4 separate regions of the Mus musculus genome follow, and regions 1, 2 and 3 are each linked to region 4. Evidence: chromatin contacts called from public Hi-C and Micro-C data. All regions are on one chromosome and are shown on one strand. The core of a region is the stretch at or near the end of the contact, and the rest is flanking DNA. Distances in the headings are between cores, read along the strand shown. Region 1 holds the start of Nrn1 (neuritin 1). Region 2 overlaps Tfap2a (transcription factor AP-2, alpha). Region 3 holds the start of Tfap2a (transcription factor AP-2, alpha). Region 4 holds the start of Foxf2 (forkhead box F2).

What was found. Hi-C and Micro-C count contacts between places; a contact is called where the count stands out from the background.
Region 1: a contact with region 4 is called in a Micro-C map of embryonic stem cells, with 30 times the contacts expected there. The contact joins the promoter of Nrn1 here to the promoter of Foxf2 in region 4. A contact is called at or near these places in 2 of 39 promoter capture datasets (cranial neural crest and embryonic stem cells), 15 of 484 Hi-C or Micro-C datasets (differentiating embryonic stem cells, embryonic stem cells, epiblasts and 1 more), 3 of 115 datasets of contacts at active chromatin or transcription factors (all in embryonic stem cells) and 1 of 9 other capture datasets (embryonic stem cells).
Region 2: a contact with region 4 is called in a Micro-C map of embryonic stem cells, with 7 times the contacts expected there. The contact joins the enhancer-like site here to the promoter of Foxf2 in region 4. A contact is called at or near these places in 5 of 484 Hi-C or Micro-C datasets (cerebellum, embryonic stem cells and stem cell-derived epiblast-like cells) and 1 of 9 other capture datasets (embryonic stem cells).
Region 3: a contact with region 4 is called in a Hi-C map of differentiating embryonic stem cells, with 13 times the contacts expected there. The contact joins the promoter of Tfap2a here to the promoter of Foxf2 in region 4. A contact is called at or near these places in 2 of 39 promoter capture datasets (both in embryonic stem cells), 14 of 484 Hi-C or Micro-C datasets (cerebellum, differentiating embryonic stem cells, embryonic stem cells and 1 more) and 3 of 115 datasets of contacts at active chromatin or transcription factors (all in embryonic stem cells).

What each region holds. Positions count from the first base shown.
Region 1 is chr13:36,733,131-36,735,830 of GRCm38.p6, reverse strand. Nrn1 (neuritin 1) reads left to right here and starts at 1,354. Exons shown (of 3, transcript NM_153529.2): 1 at 1,354-1,595. The coding sequence starts at 1,541.
Region 2 is chr13:40,716,286-40,718,985 of GRCm38.p6, reverse strand. It overlaps Tfap2a (transcription factor AP-2, alpha), which reads left to right. Exons shown (of 7, transcript NM_011547.5): 7 at 1,583-2,700. The coding sequence ends at 1,871. Among named protein-coding and RNA genes, the nearest start is that of Gm26688, 10 kb to the left of the region's middle. Within about 2 kb of position 1,430, at least 15 of the 459 cell types and tissues checked have an H3K27ac peak or open chromatin away from gene starts, as enhancers often do. A contact at or near this core is called in embryonic stem cells, where this site is marked.
Region 3 is chr13:40,732,410-40,735,109 of GRCm38.p6, reverse strand. It overlaps Tfap2a (transcription factor AP-2, alpha), which reads left to right and starts at 1,315. Exons shown (of 7, transcript NM_011547.5): 1 at 1,315-1,440. The coding sequence starts at 1,390. Gm26688 (predicted gene, 26688) reads right to left here. Exons shown (of 3, transcript NR_125899.1): 2 at 1,330-1,699; 3 at 1-1,088.
Region 4 is chr13:31,624,526-31,627,225 of GRCm38.p6, reverse strand. Foxf2 (forkhead box F2) reads right to left here and starts at 1,410. Exons shown (of 2, transcript NM_010225.2): 1 at 1-1,410. The coding sequence starts at 1,146.

The sequences.
Region 1 (2,700 bases), core at 105-2,604, 5.1 Mb before region 4:
AAGGCTCTTTTATTTTTCTCCTTTCGCATATCTCTTCATTGGCTCAAGTAATACAGTTAGCCAATGCGGCCATCAACATTTGATTAAAGACGCTAGAATTCAGACTGGGAAAGAGGGTGTGGTGCATTGCAGAAAAGGAGAAAAAAAATCAAAACTTAATTTCATTTAAGAAGTAGCCCTGATTATTTTTCCATCTTACACGATCCACTACAGGACCTTGCACGAACGCAGCTGAAGAGATATTTCTTTACTGCAGTCAGTGCTGGATCATCAAAAAATAAAATAAAGAGCGCAGGTGTGTGTGGGTCTGGGTGTGTACGTGATGGACGTGGGTGCGTGTATCAACATGTCAGTGTGACCCTACAGATGACTTCAGGAGGCCCCAGAAAGGAGTTGTACACCAGAGCTTGCCTTGGAAATTTCCTAAAGCGCGAAGAGTTTGTAAACCACAAGAAACCGAAATTTACCCTAGCCTAGGCTTCTTGCCCGACAGCCTTTCCAACCCCCTAAAATAGGTGTCTCTATGCCTGGTATAGATGCCCCTCGGTGGGTGAGCGTCGCGAATAGTGACATTCACAAGAGGGCACGCAGAGTCTATTTCTGGGGGCCCCCATGCGAGCCGAACGAACCCCCGGGGCCTGGGTGTGTACGCGCGCTCGCGTGCGGAGTGTGCGGGCGAGCTCGGGGGCGCTCCCGGGCGTGCGCTTTTGTGAGTGTGTGCGTGTGCTGGGGGGCCGGGTTATGTGCTCACGCGCTCTAGGCTGCGCCTAGAGCTCAACTGTGGGGCTGGAGAGAAAACTAGGGTAGGCAAGTGAGGGGGTCTGCACCCCACTGAGGGCGAGAGAAGGGTGATTCGGACCGGAGGAGTCTCTCCCCTCTGTCCTCCCTGGGCCCAAAGCTCCCCAAACCTCTCTGCAGGGTTGGAAGTGTCTGGGTTCGTTGTGGCGCCAGTGAAGGAGGGAGCAGGTTGAACAATCGAGTGGGCGCACCAGGACTCCCCGTCTCCGGGGCGGGGAGAGGAGAGGGAGCCCCGATTCTGCGCAGGGAGGGGGCGGGGCTGGGGGCCCCTGGAACGAGGAGGCGGGGGTGGCCACTGGGATGAAAATCAGTCACTACAGAGAGGCGAGATTTCGTTGAGATCGCACATTAATTGGAGATATCTGATTAATTCCAGAGTCTTATGACTATAAATGGTGATTCTCTACCAAGGTGTCTATATTATAAAAAAAAAAAAAAATCAATCCGTGTCATCCCCCACGTCAGGCCTGCTCGTGGGCGTGAGGCTGTACTTCCTCCGCCCCCTCCTAATGGAGTGAACCATTCCCAGCTCTCCCCCCCCCCCCCCAGCCTCTCACTCTCTCACTCTCTTTCTGTCTCTTCCTCGCTCCCTCTCTTTCTCTCCTCCCTCTGCCTTCCCAGTGCATAAAGTCTCTGTCGCTCCCGGAACTTGTTGGCAATGCCTATTTTTCAGCTTTCCCCCGCGTTCTCTAAACTAACTATTTAAAGGTCTGCGGTCGCAAATGGTTTGACTAAACGTAGGATGGGACTTAAGTTGAACGGCAGATATATTTCACTGATCCTCGCGGTGCAAATAGGTAAGTGGCCGCCCGGTACGGCTTGGTAGGCGACCGGAGATTGCCTACCCCAGAGGCGCCTAAGGGGACTTGCTGGCCAGGGTCTGCCGCTGGTTGCAGAAAACCCTGCAGACTCCCTGAGTCGGGGCATTAGCTCTTGGGGACTCTGGAAGGAGTTCTGGTTTGGTTTTCCTAAAGAAAGTGATTTCTTTTGCAGGGAAGTGTGTGTGTGTGACCGGCTGTTTTCCAAGGGGGGTTCTCCCTTTTCTCCAAAGCGCACATCCATTTTTTTCCTCCCTCTTTGGGGTTAAAACAGGATCTGAGCGCTCGTAGCATTTGTCCCCTGTTATACTGCAAGATACTATCTTGAGGGGTCAAAAGGTAAAGGGAGGAATAAGATGCCTAGGTAGCTAGGGCTGAAAAGTTTATATGCAGAAAGCAAAGATATTCTAAGGCTGCCCTCAAACTGCAGCATTTAGAACTTTGTCCTTCCTCCGCCCCTCCCCCTAGATCTTAGCTGCAGCGTTTGCTCCGGGCACCGCAGACTACTCCGAGAAGGATAAATCAACCAAATATTCACTGATATACTTTTTCAGGGTCATGTGTGTCTGTGATTTTTGGCAGATTAGCATCTCTATTATTTTTATACAGGAAAGTGGTTTAACGTGTTCGCATTTTGTCTTTTCGTGGGTTTGTAATTTTTGTTTGTGGCGGTTTATTGGATGGATTTATTTAGCCCCCCCCCCCATTTCATGTTAAGGAATGTGAGTCTCAGCTACACTGTTGGGAGGCTTTTTTAAAGTTTATATTTTTCCATCCAAAATGCAAATGTTTTAAGTACTAGTGAATCCGCTTATGTGATACTGGATGGAAACATTAATTAATGTAACTGAAAAGGGAAATTAAAGCAGCTTATTAATAGAATGGACAAAAGGAAAAAAATAGAAAGTCTCCCAGTGGTTATTCTGCAGATGGAGAAAACTGTTCGTGCCAGGCTGGAGCGTTCTTTACAGACAAATCCTTGCAGCATTTCAGGGGTGCGTCAGGGAATTTGTGTGGGACAAGAGAAGAAATACTTAACATTTTTTCTTCATAAGAAATATAGAGAAATTGGGGCTTTCGGAGC
Region 2 (2,700 bases), core at 181-2,680, 9.1 Mb before region 4:
TCTTCCTAAAGTCTGTCTCTTTCTGTGTTGACTTTTAAATGAATGTGGATGTGTGTGGTTTGCAGCCGGGGGTTTCACTGAAAGAGTATGGATTTGTGTTGCTTCAGAAAAAGTCAGAATCAAATCCTCACAGGGCTACCAACTAGGCTTGCCTGGGTTTTCTCTCTATCACTGTGTTCTGAAAGGCAGAGGCTAACTCGGCCTACAAAATGTGCCGTCCAGCAACAGCTCTACTCTTACCTCTAATCCCAGTTTCTATCCTCTCTCTCTCTTACACACACACACACACACACACACACACACACAGAGAGAGAGAGAGAGAGAGAGAGAGAGAGAGAGACTCAGAGACAGAGTTACATAGTTATACTATACTATGTATACTATGTAACTCTGTAAGTTTTAGTTAACTGGCAAGCTATCATCTCAGGGTTTCAAGATGGCCCAAGTTATATTCCCAAAGTGCCTGGGCTGAATTGACTTCTCTAGGTTGAAAAGAAAAATGACTGTCTTGATATGTTTGCTGGAAATTAAAAGGCTTGTTTAGAAGTCCTCAATTATCAAAAGCTGGTGTCACCGAAGGGCACCGCAGCAGAGAGTTAAGAGGCAGAGAGAGGCCTTGTGTGGGACAGTTTCTGGCCTAGTGATAGGCTTATACACACACACACACACACACACACACACACACACACACACACACACACACCCTCCCTCCATGGGCTGTAGCAACCTCAGGAAGGCCTCTGCTACTGCTGGCTTCCAGGACCAGACAAACTTCCTGTGTGCTGAGGTAGCTCTCTCTATGGCTCCCCACTTTAGTCTTAGAGACAGTCTGTCACTGACCCCAGAGCTCACTATTTGGACTAAAATGGCTGCCCAGCAAATCAGAGAGATCCCACTATCTCTCTGATCCAGCGCTGGGGTTAAAGACATAAGCCTCCAAGCTAGATTCTTACATAAATTCTGAGCATCCAAAGGCAGATCCTTGTGTGTGTGTGTGTGTGTGTGTGTGTGTGTGTGTGTGTGTGGTGTGGTCAAGTGTGAGTTCTCTCCCCGGGGCCTGCTGTTGTTTTGAAAAAGCAAAGTTTGCCTTTCTGCCTAAATTCAAGTCTCATCTGGTTTGAAGGTGAATGAGAGGAGACCCCATTCCACCAGCTTTTATTGTGGTTCCTTTAGGGATGTGGGGAGCAGGCTCTGGTGATATTTTGAAGAACAAGCCTGGCATTTCTAGAATACTGAAGAGGGATACTTGTGTTTTTCACTTCCGGTGTAACTTTTCTTTGCCTGTGAAATGCTTTCCTGTGTTCAGGGTGTTTGCTGTGAGAAAGGTGTAGGCAGAAGTTTGTCAGGGCTGAGGGTTGGAGGTGGGGAGAGAAGGGGAGGTCTTTTTGAAGTAGGAAGGGTATTCATTTAAGGGAGGAGTGTTGGTTTAGAAGTGACAGGCTTTGTTATTCTGAGTGACTGGCCTTGAGTCCTGAGTGGGGGAAGGTGGGCTGGATGGCTGAGGTAACTTCAGGGAGCGATGGTTTCTCACTACCACTAAGGCCTGATGGGAGCTTTCACTTCTGTCTCTGTTCCACTGCAGACAGATCTGCAAAGAGTTCACTGACCTGCTGGCTCAGGACCGATCTCCCCTGGGGAACTCGCGGCCCAATCCTATCCTGGAGCCTGGCATCCAGAGTTGCTTGACCCACTTCAACCTCATCTCCCATGGCTTCGGCAGCCCGGCGGTGTGTGCAGCGGTTACGGCCCTGCAGAACTATCTCACCGAGGCCCTCAAGGCCATGGACAAAATGTACCTCAGCAACAACCCCAACAGCCACACGGACAACAGCGCCAAAAGCAGTGACAAAGAAGAGAAACACAGAAAGTGAGGCTCTCCTCCCGCCCCGCCCCCGCCCGCCTCACCGGCCCGCGTCCCCCCACTCGCCCCTCCCCCACCCGGCAGGTGACAGCTCCGGGACCAGCCACTCCTACTGCTGCTGCTACTCTGCGTTGCCGCGCCGCCCTTCGTCCCCGGAGTCCTCCGGATTGCTCTCTCGACTGCCAGTGGGGCAGCCGCTGCCTACTCAGCGCCTTGCCTCAACTTCCCCATCAGTACCAACACCCCCTTTACCCTCGTGTGGAGCCTAAGAGAACAGAACAGGTCGTGAAGCCAGCAAAGAAAAGTTCTGTCGCGTTTGTGAACCTTTTTTTTTTTTAATCAAATCGACAACAAACATTAAAACTTTTTTTTTTTAAAAAGGACGTTAAAAAATTTAAAAAGTATATGAGCTTCATGGGACTAACTCATCGCCTTCCCTTGCGTACTTCAGATTGTAGCCATACTTTTAAAAAAAAAGGCAAAGAGGATAATGACATTTTTTATCAGTATTGTGAATAAACTTGAACACAAATACAGAAGTTCTATGTCCTGTCTTCAGTTGTAGAAGTTGTCTTCTGCAAGGTACAACCACCCACTTGAACTTCCTCTGATGACACAATCCACAATTCTATAAGGGAATCAGTGTTCACGTCTCTGTATATATTTATTTATGTGTAATTTAATGGGATTTGTAAATATGGTGAGTCTGTTTTAAACCTTTTTTTATTTATCTGGTGATCTCGTTTACCTCCTGTTTAGTGGGCTTTGGATCCTCCCTGTTAGTTCTTCATGTGGTTTTACTTAGAAATCCAAGGTTTGGGTAAGACTCCCCCTCCCCA
Region 3 (2,700 bases), core at 66-2,565, 9.1 Mb before region 4:
AGGGTCCCGGTGGAGTGAGTAAGCCCCTGGGCGGAGTCAGGAGTGGCCAACTTGGGGAAGGGGTGTCTCCTGCCTTCAGGTTCTTCACCAGCCGGCCATTGCGCCGCCAAAACGCCGGCGTTAGTAACATCAAGTCATAAAGGGTCGCGTCCTTCTTTAATTAAAAAGGAGAATCTTGGGAAAACTGGAGCCGATTTGCACAGGAAGAGTTGGTTCCTAATGTTTTATTTTGATGCATGTACGACACCGCATGGAGAGTCGCAGGAGCTCATGGGTCTGCGGTTTGGCTCACTCCAGAAGGGGTTGTGCATCCCCATCCGAATTCTGTGTTGTTGTCCACGTTGCACCTGGGAAACCTTACAGTCCAAACGCCCGGATGAATAGTCAGTCCGATTCAGCTTCATACAAACCGGAGGAAAATCATTTAACCCCCGGATCTGTCGAGTAACCTCTTCAGGGTACAACTTTTATTTTACACGTAGCAATTAAGAGATCGCAAACCCCAACCGAGCCACCGGAGCCGGCTGGCAGAATCTCCAACCTGGGGGGAGGGGGGAGCGCAAAGCTAATAAAACTCCCAGGGCGCTGCAGCCCGAGGGGGTAACAGCCGTGAGCGGAGGCGATCTCTAGTTGGGCAAAATTCTTGGAGTGACTTTGCTGGTCCTGGTTTGGTGGCTACGGTTCATTGCGAAAGGGATAATGATTTCTAATAAAATCGGACGGGGACGAAAGGCAGATAGTGGCGGTTGTAGTAAGAGTGGGAGGTGGGGTACTAAAAGTTGGTCCCTAGGCGCCGCCGCTGGTACCCTGCGTAGTACAGAGCTTTATCCAAAGCATCTTTGGCTAGCAGGACCCGAAGACAGGCGAAGGGGAAAGAGATGAAATTGGGGATAGGGGACGCTCGAACAGGGAGGGTGCTGGAGCTCTAGGAAGAGTTGTTGGGCTTGCAGGCTGGCATGCAGGCAAGTGCTCTAGGAGCAAGTTAGCGGCTAGAAGAGGCCTTTATACCTGGGTCGGAGCGGCCGGCGGCAGATTGTGGTCCTGGCGAGCAATTGGACTATTGTTGATATGCTAATGAGGCGATTAGGCTGTTCGCGAGGAGCAGGAAAAGGGAAAAGTTTCTACCATTAGAGGGAGATCTCCGAGCGCACACGGGAGCTCTCTAACCCTTCTCTCCTCCTCCCTCCTCGCCCTTCTCCTGGCCCTCCTCCTCCTCTACCTCCACCTCCTCCTCCCCCTTCCTACCCTTCTCCTCCTCCTCGCCCTCCTCTCCTCCTCCCCCCCTCCTCCTCTTTTGCTCACCGCCCGCAGCCCGCACTTTGCGCTAACCCAGAGAGTAGCTCCGCTGGGGTGCGAGGCGCAGAGGGGCAAATCCGATCACGCCGATCCATGAAAATGCTTTGGAAACTGACGGATAATATCAAGTACGAAGACTGCGAGGTAAGCGCGGCGCCGACTCAGTCATCCTTGCGGCCACAGGCTTGGAGATCGACCCTCCCTCTCCTCCTCCTCCTTCTCTCCACGCGAAATGCGAGTGGGACAAACTTAACACCCGCGCAGCTCCCACCCCTCCATGTCGCCCGAATAGCACAGGGGAGACGCTGGAGATAGTGGACATGGATCTCGGTTCTTTCACTTTTGTCTTTCGAAGCTCGTGTTCCACTCTTTCCCCTTTTCTCCTGGTTACTTTTGGTTCTGCCTGAGAGTGGAAGGAAGAGAAGAGCTTGGATTTAAAAAAAAAAAAAAAAAAAAAAAAGCTGGCAACTGGGCACGTGCCTGTGCACTCTGGTGTGTTTGAGCGAGATCCTGGGGGTGCCTACAGTAGCAGGAAGAAAATAAAACCATGTCCCCCCTTTCACTCCCTCCCTGACATTAATACCCCCTTTTTCATTCATTCTTTTCTTTCTCCCTAAAGACGTTCCCTTCTTGCATTTGGAGAAGGGCGCACACACTTCGCCCTGACCTGTAAAGCACGTTCGGCTTGGGAGCCCACACGTCAGCCCTTGGTGTCACTCTTTAGCTGCTATAGTCCTTGAAGTTCTAAGGAGTTTCTCCCGCCGAGCTTCGGGGTGGACACACCCCGTGGTGGTGGTTGGGTGTGGGTGCGTTACCGGCCTCTGGGAGTCGGGGACGGGGGAGGGATCCCCCTTCTACCTGCCAGTGCTTAGCGGCGGGACCCTGAAAATCCTGGGGCGACAGCCGATCGTCTCCAGTTGCCGATAGTCCGCTGGGATCAGAGAGAGGGCCGTCCCTTGGGAACCCATTTTAAAACCCAGAGCCTCAGAGCATAACTTTTGGGACAGTCAGGGAGGCATGAAAAAAGAACCAACGGCTTGTGCGGGGGGTGGGGGAGGGATGGCCTCAGCCTGTTGTGTGTGTGTGGGTTTTTTTTTTTTCATACCCCACTGAAAGGGGCTGATCAGCGAGTGGTGTGACGGAGGGGTGGGAAGCCCGTGATTATCCAAATCTGTAGTAGCCTTGACTTTCGCTGTTCTCTCTTTCTTTCTTTCTTTCTTTCTGTCTGTCTGTCTGTCTGTCTGTCTGTCTGTCTGTCTTTCTTTCTTCCCCCCCCCCCCCTTTCGGCATTTGGAGCTAGGGGTTCCGGCTAAAACGTCTGCTCGCGGGCGCGCAGAGGCAAAAATTCTGACTTCACTCGAAATTAGAAACTGGGTTTACGTGAGGGAAGTGTCACCCGCTCCC
Region 4 (2,700 bases), core at 161-2,660:
GTAGCTCTGCTCCAACGAGTAGGAAGACATGCTGGGGTGCAGACCAGCAGAGGCCGCGGGATTACTGCTTGGCGTCAGGGCAGGCGGCTGCTTGAGGTAAGGTGAAGCGCCAGGCGAGCTCCAATGTGCCGCAGGGCTAGTGTAGGGCGAGTGACACTCAATGGCGCTTGCCATAGCCGGGGATGAGGGCACAGGGCTGCTGCTGCTGTCCGGCCCATAGTCCCCGCCGCCACCGCCGCCACCCGCTGCCGCACCGACGCCCGCAGGACCTGCGGGCACCGGGCAGCTGGCCATATAGGTGGAGCCCGGGTTGGGCGACATGTGGGGGACGTGGTGGTGGTGGAGGTGGTGTGGATGCGCGTGGCCCGGAGCACCCGCCCCTGTATCATAGCCCGCGGGCATCATGTCGAGGCCACCATAACCGCCTTGACCGTGGCAACCCAGAGGCGCCGACGGGGGCGCTTGGAAGTCGAAGCCCTGGGGCAGCAGCGAGGCCCCGAAGCCCAAGCCGCTCACCACGCGATGGTACATGGGTTTGAGAGCCTGGCACTTCCGCCTGAAGCCGCGCGGCCGGCGGCGGAACGAACCCTCCTCAAACATGAATTCGCTGGCCGGGTCGATGGTCCAGTAGTGGCCCTTACCAGGTCTCCCGAGGCCCTTGGGCAGCTTGATGAAGCACTCGTTGAGCGAGAGGTTGTGGCGCACGGAGTTCTTCCAGCCCTGGTAGGCGCCACGGAAAAAGGGGAAGCGCGCCTGTAGGAACTGGTAGATCTCACTGAGCGTCAGGCGCTTGCTGGGCGAGCTCTGGATGGCCATGACGATGAGCGCGATGTACGAGTAAGGAGGCTTCTCCGGCCGCCGCAGCCCCGAGGTTGCCTTCTTGGTGCCTCCACTCCCGGCGCCCGCGCCGCCGCTGCTAGCCGCACTCTTGCAAGCACCGGCCGAGGCGCTGACGGAGTTAGAAGAGGACGAGGCACAGGAGGCAGAGGATGATGATGACGACGACGAAGTGGACTCCAGGGTGGCGGCGGGTGGCGGGCTCATCAAGGCGGCCTGGAGCGCGCCGGGCGCCGGGCTGCACGCGCGGCGGAGTGGGGCAGGCGGCGGGCGCGGCGGGGGTGGCGGAGGCCCGCCCTCGGTGCTCATCTGGGAATCGGGAACGAGGCCGGGCCTGGGGGGCGGACCCCGGACCGGGATCGGCGGCGCCGGAGCCGGGTCGGTCCACAAATCGGGCGAGTGCCCTACTGCGCCGGCCGCGCTGCAGCCCGGGCCACTGCGGGCCAGCGCTTCGGCGTCGCCTCCCTCAGCTCCTCTGGGGCTTCGGGCGGCGGCGGCGGCGGCGGGTCGGAGGCAACGCCCCGCGCATCCCTCTTCCGAGCCTCCGGCCGGCTCCTTGCGCAACCGTCTCCTAAGCCACTGAGGCGACGCTGCCCAGAGCTGGACAGCTGCGCCCTCGAGCCAAGACCTCAGCCCGGACCCCGGGGACTAGCCCGTCGTCTTCTTTCAGGAGTGCTCTTCTCTCTGTCTCTTGGACTTCCTCCCTGGCGCGCCCTCCCCGCGGCAGCTTCGCTCCCTCCCTCCCTCGCTCCCTCCCTCCACCCCACCCCGCCCTGCCCCCTCCTTGCTCCGCGCCGCCCGCCACGGGGAGGGCGCACAGGGCTCGCGTCACTCCTCCCCCTCTGGACCTGGCGGCGGGCTCCTGCTCTTATCGCCTCCCGGACTCTCCGGGGTCCTGCTGGCACTACTAATTCCTCTCGGGGCTCTTTCCCTTTCCCAGTCTGTCCTCTTCAAAGCCGCAGATACACCCGCATTCAGCAGGGAGAACTCCCAACCTTGGCCAGACTCGATTACTCCTAACTTCAGCAATTCATTCTCTGTTCCTTCCAGCAGCCCGTATCCTATCCCAGAAGTGCCCCCAACCTAGCGATCCGTGCCCGGACACACCCTGCCCCTCCTCCACCCCCGCCGGACCCTGTGGGGGCTGAGTCTTGGGGAGACTGTGCCCTGGAAGAGCTTCCTTAGCCACGGTCCCCAGTGCCCGAACTGACACCATCTGTCAACTTCATTTAGGCAGTGCTGCCCTCAGCCACACGCCAGGGTGCCAGACGTCCCAAGGTAACGTGCCAACTCCGGGTCTCTCTCTCTCTCTCTCTCTCTCTCTCTCTCTCTCTCTCTCTCTCTCTGGCTGGACATGCAGGCTTCTGAGAGGTCACAGCAGAGGGCAAACACTGGACGCCCTTGAGCTGTGCCCGGGGCAGTTATGAACAGATTGTCAGCTGAGCAAGGGGTTTGGGTGGAGAAACCTGGGGCCACCTCTTAGACACTCTTTTGAGTCGAATGGATTCGGTTTTTTATTTGCTTCCATTTTCCACTGACTTGTCATTTCCACTTCATGCTGAGAGAGAGCAAGAGAGACCCTGAGTAAGGAGATAGTTGTATTTATTATCAACAAGGAAGGTCTGCACAGCTGCCAGTGGGTTTACAGCGTCTGTCTTCCGGTGCACCCCCCCCCCACTCCCTATGTTCCGTGGCCCAGCTCCCTCCATTCGAGAACACTCCTCCAGTTGTGGCTTATTCCTCTAAGTAAGAGTCGGCTCAGAGAGAGATGGCCCTCGGGAGAAATCATTCCAATGAGACCCGACAGTTAGTTATTGGATTACACGTGCGGGGAAATGTAGTCTGACCCCGGACAGGGGCTGC